Regions from separate parts of the Zea mays genome. Here region 2 is linked to region 1. A link is a contact called in public Hi-C data. All regions are on one chromosome and are shown on one strand. The core of a region is the stretch at or near the end of the contact, and the rest is flanking DNA. Distances in the headings are between cores, read along the strand shown.

The links. Hi-C and Micro-C count contacts between places; a contact is called where the count stands out from the background.
Region 2: a Hi-C map of leaf shows a contact between it and region 1, with 6 times the contacts expected there. The contact joins the promoter of LOC103649524 here to the promoter of LOC103649516 in region 1. A contact is called at or near these places in 2 of 25 Hi-C or Micro-C datasets (leaf and tassel).

The regions. Positions count from the first base shown.
Region 1 is chr3:589,232-595,639 of Zm-B73-REFERENCE-NAM-5.0, reverse strand. It overlaps LOC103649516 (GPI mannosyltransferase 2), which reads right to left and starts at 3,306. Exons shown (of 8, transcript XM_008675238.3): 1 at 2,918-3,306; 2 at 2,727-2,832; 3 at 1,180-1,272; 4 at 904-1,099; 5 at 576-754. The coding sequence starts at 3,224.
Region 2 is chr3:1,123,822-1,130,229 of Zm-B73-REFERENCE-NAM-5.0, reverse strand. It overlaps LOC103649524, which reads right to left and starts at 3,092. Exons shown (of 7, transcript XM_035966118.1): 1 at 2,915-3,092; 2 at 1,673-2,827; 3 at 689-844.

The DNA of each region.
Region 1 (6,408 bases), core at 2,057-4,556:
CAAACAATCATCAACCAAAGTATGCATAGAGCCAGCATTTAGGCTGCCTGCAGTGGGCAGCTTTAAACAATACGCTATGTGGATAGTGCTACGCATAGAGTAAAAACCCACTGCAGTGGATCACCTCAACGGCCACTCTAAATGCATGGAAGAGAGAGAGAAACGCCATATATAGAGTATATACACCTCTACTCCAAATCTCTCTCCGCTTGGCGTTTTGGTCTGTATTGGTGAGCGGTGGTATGGAGGCTGGCCGGTGCTGTGCCTGTGTGTGCTGGTAGCAGCGGAAAGAAAATAATATAATATATGTGGTAGTTGATATAGAGTTGAGATATAGAGTAAACATGATTATGAAGAATTATGGTATAGGGTAGACTATCTTGCTGACCAGGATAGAATATTCCTTTTAGGGTAGAAATTTAGAGTAGTATAAGTGCAGATAGCCTTAATCATACAGTAAGGCAAGACTACCCTCGTATAATTCCAGAGGTAAGCAAAAAGGATGAAGAGGTGCTAGTTTTGACACATTATCATGCCAATTCTAATTCTAACTATTTTCATATAGAAACACTTACCAGTAGTGGCTTTGGATGAAGCCATACAATAGGGGAACTTTTGCTTTGCACCATGGCCTCAATTCGTCTGAGCTCCCATGTACACATATGTTCAAATATCCATATGCTTGGAAAGCAAAGAAAGGTAGAAATATGAAAATGGAGCGCAAAGCTCCAGCCACAAGGGCCTGAATTGCCAACTGGTCAAACAAAGAGAAGTTATTAAACAAACATGTTTTTGCTGATTGCTTCTTATGGAAACAAAATATAATCCGTGCAATATGGTATGTCATTTAGTCTCTTCATGCCAAATACTGTTACTCATAATAATAACTGAAGTGGAACATACCAAGGGCCTTTTCTTTTGTACAGTAGCATCATATGCTTGTAGCAAGGCCTGAAAACAGAAATAGCCAGCATTAAGTGCTCCATTTGACCTAGCTGAACCAGACAGAGCGAGCATTATCACTGCAACAGTATTAGCACCGGAAAACACGTAGAAGATGCCCCTAAGAGAAAAAAGTGCATAAAGACTTTCTGAATACCTGCCAAAAATAACAAATTATCTGTTACAATATGCCAAAGCACATGAGTTTCTTGTGTTGGTGAAGGAAAAGAATATTACAATGATGAGTAGAACACAGAAGCAGGGTTGAAACAAAACAGAACAGATGCTCGGTAAGCAGCTTTCTGGTCCTTCAAAATCAGCACAGACAATCTGCACCAACGAGAATTAGTAGTATCCTTAGTAACACAGTAATATGATCAGAAAGGGTTGGTCTAACTTCGACATTTATGAATTATGACCATATGATCAGATAGTATCAAGAACAGTGAAAAATTGCAAACTATAGCCACTAGAAAATCCTTCAATGGGATGAACATTTGGAAAGAAAGAAATTGCTGCATCTTCCAACATGCCAGCCTCGTGCCATCAGAGGTCATCAAGAAAGGATAAACAAGACAAGTGCAAATGAGGCACAGGAGTTTTTGGGTCTGCCACTTTGGGCAATTTGTTCGTTCTATGTTCTTGTATGCTTCGGCAGCTTCCCTCCTCCTGGTACTGGCAGATCAGAACAAATTTTCACGAAGAACTTGCTTTCTATCAGTGTTCTTAAGGCGCCTAGGCGAGCAAGTGGATCAGACAGGCGCCTTAGCGCCTAGGCGGGAATGGCGAGCAAGGCGACCAGTTTTGCCCGGGCGCCTGGACGCCTAGGCGACGCCATAAGAACACTAAGCATAAGTGAATAGGCAGATCTCCTGCTACCTTTCTTCCAAAAAACTAGAAACAGATTGTGCTAAACTTCAAATGATAGATTTTGCATTACAACTACCAGAATATAGTTTTACAGGCTCTAGAAACTATTCATTGTTAGGATGTGTCCTCCGACTCGCTAACAAAGAGAAAAAAGGGGGAGTCCTCCCTGTTACGTGTGGATGATATGAGAACTGATCGGGGGTGCAATCCGTTCTGATCGGTTGTGGCCCCGGTCACGGGTACGAGGCTATATAAACAGTAGCTAGGCTGGCAGGGACGCCAACGCTTCCACGCTCGGAAACCCTAGCCGCCACATTTGTTTAGGTGCCAATCACCTTGTCCTACCCAGTGACCGGAATCGCCATTGTCATTGGGTAGGAAAAGGTGATAGACACCTAAACAAATGTGGTGGCTAGGGTTTCCGGGCACGGAAGCATTGGCGTTCATGCCGGCCTAGCTACTGTTTATATAGTGCCCTACGGGCCACAACCGATTAGAACAGATTGTGCCTCCGATCAGGGTGCATATCATCCGCACGCAGCAGGGGAGGACTCCTCCTTTTTCTCGCTTTCTGTTAGTGAGTCAGAGGACACATCCTAACATCACCACAGAAGGGGCCAGATCAGTCCACAAGCACCTCACCTAATATTATCCACCAAAGAACACCAGCTATTGAACTGTGCAAAAACTCTGGCGTGGCATCGCCAATAAAGTGCAGGGAAAACAGCTACTGCATTCCAGTGTGCACTGCTCTCAAGCATTGTCCAGTCTTGAAATGTTTGAAGAATCAATAAATGGCTACAAATGACTTCCAAATAGATGCATAACTGTGGTTTTAGAGCCCATCTAACGCATAGAATCAGCCCAAATCTGTGTGAAGACGAAAACAGTAAAGCTCATCAGACGGCGAACACCTGTAGAAGTAGGCCGCAGCAGCAACGAATGCGACGTTGTTGAGGACATAGCCGGAGAGCACGAGCACGGCCCTGTACCCTAGTATCGGTACTAGCGGCGCGAACACTGCACGGGAAAAGGATTAATCACCACAACCAGATCAGATAAAGCGCACAAATTGACATCAGGGAAGTGTGACGAGCGGGCTTACACGATCGTGCGAGGAGCACGAGGGAGGCGGGGAGGAGTGGGAGGAAGGCGAAGGACTGCTCGTACTCGTAGCCGCACTCAGCGGGGCGGGCGAAGTGGACACCGTCCCACACGGCCAGCGACGAGATAGCGGCGGAGACGGGCGTGTTGGGATCCGGGGAAGAGGAGAAAGAGGAGAGGCAGGGTGGGTGGAGAGTAGCGGAGGTGTCGTAGGGGCGCAAGAGGAGGCGGGCGAGCAGGTAGAGGGACAGAACTAATACGCGGGAGGCCGCGGCAAGACGCACGACGCCGGCGACTGGCGGCGCCATTGACGCGCATGCGCGGCAGGGAGGAGAATCGATCCGTGGAGAGATTTCAGCTATTGGCACCTGTCCCGGATACTCATGGACTCAACATCATTGCTAGTGTACATTTATGATGCGACTAATAGGACGACCTAAATCACATAATTTTTGGCATGGTCCAATCTAAATTTTTGGCATGGTCCAATCTAATTATAGATGTAGCCTGATATAGTCCAATATATGGACTATGTCTAGGGCTCAAGTCAAGCTTACGGGCCGGACTGGTATGACCCATTTAACTAAGGCACATCGAGACACACTAAACATAAACTCAGTATTAACTTAGAGAATATAGAGCTTCAATAGGCTTCGAGAACCAGTAACTAGATGGGGATAGTGAATAGTGATAATGATCATTGTATATGTATTTTGTATGGATGTATAGTACTCAACTAAATACTGAACAGATAACTGGATATTATTTCGGAGCTAGTTGTACTATTTTTTTCTTTCTAGCCAAAGGCTTTTAATGTGCAACCACAAAACATCTTAGTTTTATTTTGGTTATATGTATATTTTATACTTTTTGTTTATGTATTACTGTTGTATGTATATGGGCTGGTCTGGCACATTAGAGCATTCTGGGCTATATGGACCGGCCTGACACACATAACTAATTGTGGGTCGTGTCGTAGATCGATAACTGAGCCCATGTGCTGGCACGACACGACCTATAACTGGAAATGTGATTTTGTGGGCCGTGCCTTTATGGGTCGTGCCTTTGTGGGCTTGTGCTGTGCCGGATAAGACCAGCCCACATGTACAAGTATAAACATCATGTATGTTGAGTCCCTTGATGGCTTGAAGATTGCACGTGTGCTACATCTTAGCTAAGCGTTGTTCCACGACATCATTCTCGACCATCAGGCCTACTCGCTCAGGCGAATCTCTTTCTCCGTCATGTTCGATGATGCTCACAACATCCGCGTCGACTGCAATTCGACGTGATTGACTTTTCGAGGTCCTACAACACTATTTTTGGGAGATCGTGCTACATCAAATTTATGGTCGTCCTCAACTACACGTACTTAAAACTAAAGATGTCTGGTCCCTATGAGATCATCACAGTGTCCTCTTTCTTGAAGGCCAACTACACATGCGAGCAGGCCAACTGCGGGCTCGCCTTAACAATGGACACGACAAGAGAAGGGGTCGAGCTTCAGGAGACTGTGCCCTGAGGTACCCTAGGTGCTCTCGAGACCAGCTCAAGCGCCTCCAAGTCTGCCAAGGACATAGAGGACACCTCGACAAACACGGTCGGCGCATCCAAACGCGCTTGTATCGGACGGAGTCCTCCGACAAGTCAGAAGGCATGCTCATCGACTGCCTCGTGCTCTCTCTCAATATCCGACTAACGGCCAGGACAGTCGACAAGAGAAAAGCGCAGAGATGTTAGCGAAGAGGGGCGCCAAAAAGATCTTAGAAACAGGATTCGTAACCAAAAAAAATGTGACACCCAGTGTGGATCATGAATCATGTACTTATCAAGAAAAAGAGTGAGAGCGGCGGGATGTGAGCTCTTTTCCTCTATTGTGCATCAGCCAGGTCTGAGGATACGCTACTGGTTGCAAGTCTTTTCGGGATCTCGTCCTCGTCCACACGCCCGAGTAAGCAGAACATGGCAACCAAGTCAGCACACTCTGCTCAGGGGGTGGGAAACAGGGATCACTCTGTGAAAACGTGCCACAGGACCCCTGACTTGAGGAAATGATGGGGGCACAGTACTTAAGCAAGAAACAACATCACACCAAAAGGCATGAACATATGTTTGGTCTCATCATTCAAACAAAGTTTGTTACAAGACAATGAATTAACGGTGTCTAGACGCCGGTGGGCGGCCCTAGACTCCAAGTGCCCGCCAGGAGGAACTTCATGTCAACCTAGCTCACGATCAATCGGGCGTGAGGGCGAACTTGTTCTTCAATACGGTCTAGCTCCTTGTCACTCCATCTGGCGGTGAAGTCCTCCGTGATCACGGCTGCATCGATCTCATCAGAGTGAGAGACCATCTGCCCTAGGGCTATGCTGCTCCCATGGAGTGCGCCCTCATGTAGATATGGCAATTCAACCCATAAATCCAAAACCCGATGGGTACCTGACCCGACGGGTGTGGGTATGGGTGAAGATTTTGACCCACGGGTGTAACCCCCACCCGACTTGAAATTTCGCGGGTGTGGGTGCGGGTTTCTATTTCAACCCGTGGGTGACCCACACCCGACCTAAAATTTGGTTTGTTCTTTATTATGCGCAAAAATGATTAAGATACAATAGTAATAATTTTGGAAAAGTAACTTGGCTAATGATTCATGAAATATTTTGTTGCTGGTCAATGTGAGAAGACTTAAAACACATAGATATAACTCAATTATTGTGGGTACTTAATTGGTCATAGCTTAATTATTATTTAAAAGTGTACAATAAGTAAAATCTGCGGGTGACATGGGTTCGAGTGCGGGTTTGGAATTGCACCCGCAGCCCGCAGGTGTAATCACAGGCGGGTTTACATAGACTTCATGGGTACGATCACGGGTGGGTTTTTGCTCCACCCGACCCGTCGTCATCCCTATACTCTCAGGGGACCACACGTTTCACGTGATTCGGCAGCACCCACGGCCAATCAGGCTGTCAGGCAGGGCAACTTCGACGGACGGCACACTTCGCTTGTGGCCGCCTTGAGAGCCCAGAGCTCCACGCTCCGCTCCGAGAGCGAAGCCTCGGCTTGATCTCGCACGGTAACGGTAACGGCGTTGTCTTGGGCAAACAAGAGCTTGCGGGCCTCGTCCTCCGATAGTCTTTGCCTCTTTCTTCGTCTTTCCGGTGTCTTGGGCCTGGAAGACATCTTTTGGAGCTCTAGGGAAGAAGGGGACTCAAACAACCCGAAGTATTGAAGCGCAAGGGCAGAAGAAAAGCCAAGCTCAAGCCACGCCACGCTTTCTTGAAAGCTCTGAATTTGCCTTCTCTAGACGAGCGAAGACGCTTCACGTCGCCCCGCGCGTTCGTCACGCTCTTTGTGCAAGCGCGCGACCTCGCCGCGAAGACGATCAGCCTTGGAGTCGAGAGCAGCAAACTCGCGCTCCCTCTCCTCGAAACAGGCGGGGCTTACACGCAGCCTTACACGCAGCTGATCCACCTCCCGCTAGGCGACCAG
Region 2 (6,408 bases), core at 1,843-4,342, 530 kb before region 1:
AGTTTGACTATTTGAAGAATAAACTAGTATAGAACATAATATACACTTGAATCTTTAAAGGAGAAAATGTCATTGCAGAGGCCAGTATAGTAGTACGTTACTATTCCATTATCCCAAAACAAGGAATAACGTGCCACAGAACCACTATCACAGTGCATGCATACGAGATGGATAACCTTAGGCTGGGGTAATCGATCTGGTGCAAATGTAAGACAAGTGCCAAACAAGATTTCACTCAGAATGGGTCAGTGGTGAGCTGAGCCAAGTCAAACAGTTCACATCGGCTAAGGAACGCAGAAATTGGAGCTTCCTGGACATGCTTTGCTCTAGTATCCAGACTTGACAGAAGACATTTAGACATATCATGAATAAACAGAACATCTGCCAAAGACATAATAAAACTTTTTGACTCCTGTCCGATGTGTGGCTTTCCTATTCTGTTCTAGTGGATGAATATGTCGTATTATATGGTTTATTCTGCTCCAAACACAATTTTCTAAACTTGATATAAGTTGTCACTAGAGATGAAGCCTTCCGTATATGGAATATGCAACTTGTGTGTGAAATTTCTAGACAAATTGTGGCGTCGGAAAAGGCTTGCTTAAAATAACATGAACAGAGCAGTACAGTAGCCAATTAATCTGGATAGTGTCACGATAGTAATATTCTTGTTTCTTGATAAGCATACCTTAATCAGAATGCGATCATTCGGTGGTTTCATATCCTTCACATCATCACTGTCAAGAATACCAATTATGTCATCTTATTTCAAAATGAGATGGTCGGCGTCATTGAATTTCAATTCTGTGCCTGCATATTTCGAGTACACAACTTGTGCACCAACCTGTACAAGATTATAAATCAATGTCAAGTTACTCAATTGGCTTAGGACAGTACAAGTGTGTTACAACGGAAAAAAAATGTTACTGGTGTCTGGTGACAAGGCCATGAGGAAAATTGTCTTCCAAAATTAGAAGTTCAAACCTAGAAGAAGATTGGATACAGAAAAAATCTTAGCATACAAAACATACAGCTACTTTATTTATGGTCACCCGCAGGCCACACCGAGCTCCTCCAAGGTGCCGGCCTCCCTACATCTATGTATTTCTAATGCAGCTCTCCGTTCATTGTTTTTGCTGCTGCTCTGCAATGGATAGATTGACAGCACTTGTCCATGATCGATACACACGGTAGATTTATATTTAATTGTATAATACTGTAGCCATATTTTAGACCTATCTATCTTTATTGTACAGCAATTTCTATTTAACAAACTCAAAAGACATTACAATTATTGGCTATGAGCTATTATCAACTCGGGCATTCAGGTCGTTTTACAGCTATAATCAGGATAGCCAAAAACTCAGCTTATTGAGGCAGCAGATTCTCTGGACAGCAAAATTATCAAACAAGCTGCTACCCAGAGAATCGAGTTCCTGAAAAGCGACTACAAACAGGGCCTAACTCTATCGTTCATAAGCCTATTTCTTATCTTTCACTAAGTAGCCTGCAGGATACATTACTGTTCTGGTTGGATAAATAGGCTGCTCTCCCCGTAGTGAAATTCTAATGCTAACAAGATTAAAGTGAAGAACTTGCATACATACAGCAATACGTGTGCAACCAGCAAAAAATTAGTTAGGTGATAGATAAAAGCCAGCAACAATATTACCTAACAGAGGTACTTGGAGAACTCAGAGGGGAGGAAGGACATGGGACAGCCGGACCTTATTTTGGTCAAGTAAGCGCCCTCGGTTCCAATGGCATACTGCCTCCCATTGGTATACTGAGAAAATGACTCCACTCTCCTGGTGCTCATGTCAATGGTGACCAGCTACATATTCTTTCTCACGTATCCGAACTCGCTGATGACAAAGTGCACTACATGTGGCCTGTCCATGTCAGCTTGGGGGAACATGAGAATGTCATGCGGTAGGCACTCAGGGTTGGCAGACCAAAGCTCATCGGAGGTGACCGTGTAGTCCTCTTCCCATACACACCCAACCGTGTTCGGCTCCGTGATGTTGCATAACATGAGGGAGTGGCACCTGATAGTGAAGCCAGCACCAGCCGTTGGTGAACAGGAGCGCACCCCCCTCACGGGTGGTCGACATGCTGCGGTACAACCAGCAGCAGTCCTTGTTGCGAGTGTTGTTGTCAGGGAACTTGTCCAGAGGGAACTGGCTGAAGATAACAGTAGGGCTGGGCTCCCCAAACATATCGTAGAAAAGGATGCCTCGCTCATAGTCAACCCAGCAAAGCCAGCGGTCGACCAGGATAACCGTGTCGGTCTGCCATAAGCAAAGTTGCCAGATCACATTGGGGTCGGTGCTGCAGAGGATGGGCAAACGCATGGAGTCTCATTTGCCAGCTGATTTCAGGAACAAGTAGATGTCAGCAAAGGCCATGTAGCAGTTGTGCTTGTAAACCTACAGCTCTACCACCGCGAACTCTTCTTCGCCTCGGCACAGGAGGCCCATGGACCTGACCGCCAGTAGGCGTCATCCCCGAGAAGCACGTTTACGAGGTAGGCGGCCCTCACGGCGGCTACAATCCATGTCAGGCTCGGCACAAGGCGGGAGCGCAGTCAGCGAAGAGGAAGTGTCGGCACCTGAGGTGCTGTAGATGAAGAATTCCTGAACCAGACTTGCGAACATCATGGTGCCGACGCGAAACAGGACGCGATGCCGGTCGGTCGCCACGATGGCCTCGCTTCCGTCCGAGAAGGACTCGTCGTCCCTGCGGAAGACGACGCGCTCTAGCATCACCCAGTTGGGGACGACAGCGACGACGAAGAAAGGCTTCTCGTCCTCGAGAGACATGCGACCTTGAAACAGATTGCGAGATTAGGGGTGCCAAGGGGAATCTCTGCGACGACAAATTGGGAGATTTGTAGGTTGATGAGGCGTCTTACTGACGAAGGAGGAGGCGGCGGCCGATAAGGCGGAGGACGGAGGCGGCCAGAGGGGCGAGTTGTGGATCCGGTGACTTCCAGATTCCAGAGACCAAAGCGGATCTAGGGTTAGGGTGGGTGGCTACACCAACTTCTATATACCAGGGGCTCATACGCTGTTTGGGCCACTGGGTCGTTATTCCTGGGACTCCCCGACCGACGTAGGCTTCTTTAAATGGACCTTTATAATTCTGTATTATCTTCTGTGTCTTATCTTAGACAACTACGAATGCGTCCATGCTTTGCTATGAACAAAAATAATATATAACAATAATAAAAAAAATTTAAAAATGTTGCTTCAAATACACATATTATCACTCAAACAATACTAGCGGGATGCCCGTGCGTTGCTACAGTTGACAATTCATTCAAAAAATGCATACATCATAGTATTATACCAATAAAAACTAAATCAAGTTATGTTGTAACCAAGTAAAGATATTGTGTGTTGCTGATAAGTCAAGATATAAAACTATTTCAGAATCAGTCATGATCCTACTCTGCTCCATCGAGTTATAACCACAGTAATTATTCACTGCAACTCTTAAACAACTCAGGTAGCTGGACAAAACACACCTCAAACACCAGAAAAAAAAAACTACCATGTTTCTAGTCCAAACCAGTTGTGTTGCCGTTCTTTAGTTGTTCTTAAATTACCCTAATTTTGGCCGTTTATTTAGCAGAACTGCCTACACAACTTTGGCTAGACAGCAGAGTACAAATGATAAATGTTCATGAGTACAACTTTATTTTCTGTAATTGCAAGCACAGACGTGGAATTCAGTGCAAAATCAGAACGTGAAAGGCCCACACAATTCCAACCGAGAGTTGAGTTCCTCCATTACCTATATGTGAGGTTTGGTTGGTCTATACTTGAAATTTAAGGGTACTAAATGCAAATTATGTGACAGCTCTAACAACTCAATGCTTTTGGGCCCTCAGACGAAGGCAGCTTACATTTCCAAGCATGGCCACCATCAAATTAAATACATACCCCTTCTATTAATTATTAATTACAAAAGTGGTTCTAATTAATGTTTATCTTGTGTTAACTAACAACATTGCTAGAATAAAGGTAAGTAGGTTATTTTAACACACATCTAAATATTTTTGTCAATTCTAAAGAATATTATTATTTTCATAAAAGTACGCTAGCATGAAAAATGTAATGCTATGATCCAAATTGCATATACTTACTTGAGGCATGCTGAATTCAGAGTCCAATTTACATATCAAAAGTTTATCACATTTATTATCTAATCTGCAAATAAGTGACTCTATAAAGACATCTTTATCATTCTGTAATAATTAGAATATGATGTCAGGCTGCTAGTAATACAGATATCAAAATCAAATAAGCTTTTCAAGAGAATGATATATATAGACAACTACTGATTGTTAGAAATACAGAGATAACATAACAAAAACATGAAATAAAATAGAAAATTGGAGACTATATGTTTTATTATAGTACGCATCTACTAAGCGGGTTTTAATGTTTTATATTCCTTCAAGCAGTAAAAAAGAAGTCAAAGCTTCTACCTAAATTGTCTTCTGCAGTCCAGAATTAAGAAAAAAGGCCTCACAAAAAATATAGAGCATTATTATACGATATTATTGCAAAACAATCAGAGTGAAATATCTAAAAAAGGCTGAATTTAGCTTTTCTTGACAATCATAGTCACTTAGTAACAAAAAATAGTGTGTGATCAAGATCTAACCATTTCATTGCATTTAAAGCGTTTGCTAGGCACAAGAAACAATTTCTTCACGGACTTTAACGAAAAAGTCAAATGGAAATAGTCATTACGAGTGTAATCAACAGTATCCATAAAAAGCTCATGAGCAGGACCTATAGAGCTACTCACTTTTGTAATATATAGTTTATCAAGGTTAGGATTGGCTGCACGCTGAGCTGCAATTTGTGAACAGACCTGTGGGAAGAATAAAACATACATTCAGTCCTAGAGTGTAGTAAAAATAAAGACGAGTACTTGCAATTTTGATATGGGTGTAGCAATTTTGAGCTGCAATGTTTTCTGGGCACAGTTGGACGTCCTCCTGCGTGCGGATAATTATGAAAGCTTACAGGTTGATGGCTTCACATAATACTCTACAACACGACACTCATACATTATTCATGTCAGATGAGAGAGATGGGCACCTAAACCTAAGAAACTATCAGCACAACAAGTGTACCCTAATCCAGAAAACAAACATTCTCTGCGTGCTGACAAAGCTAAGTATTCACGAGACTGTACAAAAACATAAATCACACCACAAATACCAACATGATCACATGACCGTTGTCCAATGATGCTCAAATTGCGGCACTAGCAGCAACGTACCATATGAGCAATGATGTTCAGAAACATAAATCACAATGCAAATAGCATCATAACAATGATGTTAAGAAACATATATCACATCACAAATACCACCATAATCAGTCACATGACCATTGTCCAATGATGCTCAAATTGCGGCCCTAACAGCAAAATGTCATATGAGCAATGATATTTAGAAATATAATCTTTCAACAACTAGAGAAACGGAACTATTACAATAGACGAGATGATGATTAAACAGGCAGTGGTAACAGTAGCACAAAAGTTCACAGCTTTATAGCTTAGCTTCCTCCAAACGATCAGACATGAGAAACCTAAAAATAATCCTTCATAGTAACTTCAGTATGTCTGCCTAAACTGTAAAGCACATACTACAACTCTGACAAAATAAGAGTAAAACGAACATGAGTTACAAGTTCTGAACCCCGTGCATTATAGCTCTAGTTCTGATGGTTCTGATTCAGATTCAGTTTCTGATTTTGAATCTGATTCGGATTCCAGATCTGATTTGGTTGATTTTGAATCTAATTTGGGTTCTAATTAGGAACGGAGAGTAGAGGAGTACGCTTTGAAGTGTGGGGGTAGCGTATGGGGATCTTACTATACTTCTTGCGCTCTTGGCGCTTAGAAGTGACGGACGGCGCGTCGAAGTCGGAGGTCGATGGCGATGAAGAGTCGGTCTCGTAGTAGACCACTTTCCTCATCCTCTTATGCTTGTCGCCTCTCCGATGCGACTTGTGGGAAGAGGATTTCTTCTCCTTCCCCTTCCCTTTGTTGGAGGAGTTTTTCTTCTCCTTCCTCTTGTTGCGGGACTCTTCCGATGAAGTCGACTCGTGGCTTGTAGTGGGCTTGTCGTCGGTCTCCATCTTCTTCTTGGCGAGATCTCCCGACATCACTTCGAGCGGTTAGGCTCTAATGAAGCACCGGACTTTGATACCAATTGAAAGTCGCCTAGAGGGGGGTGAATAGGGCAAAACTGAAATTTATAAAATTAATCACAACTACAAGCCGGGTTAGCGTTAGAAATAATAATGAGTCCGAGAGAGAGGGCGCAAAACAAATCGCAAGCGAATGAAGAGTGTGACACGCGGATTTGTTTTACCGAGG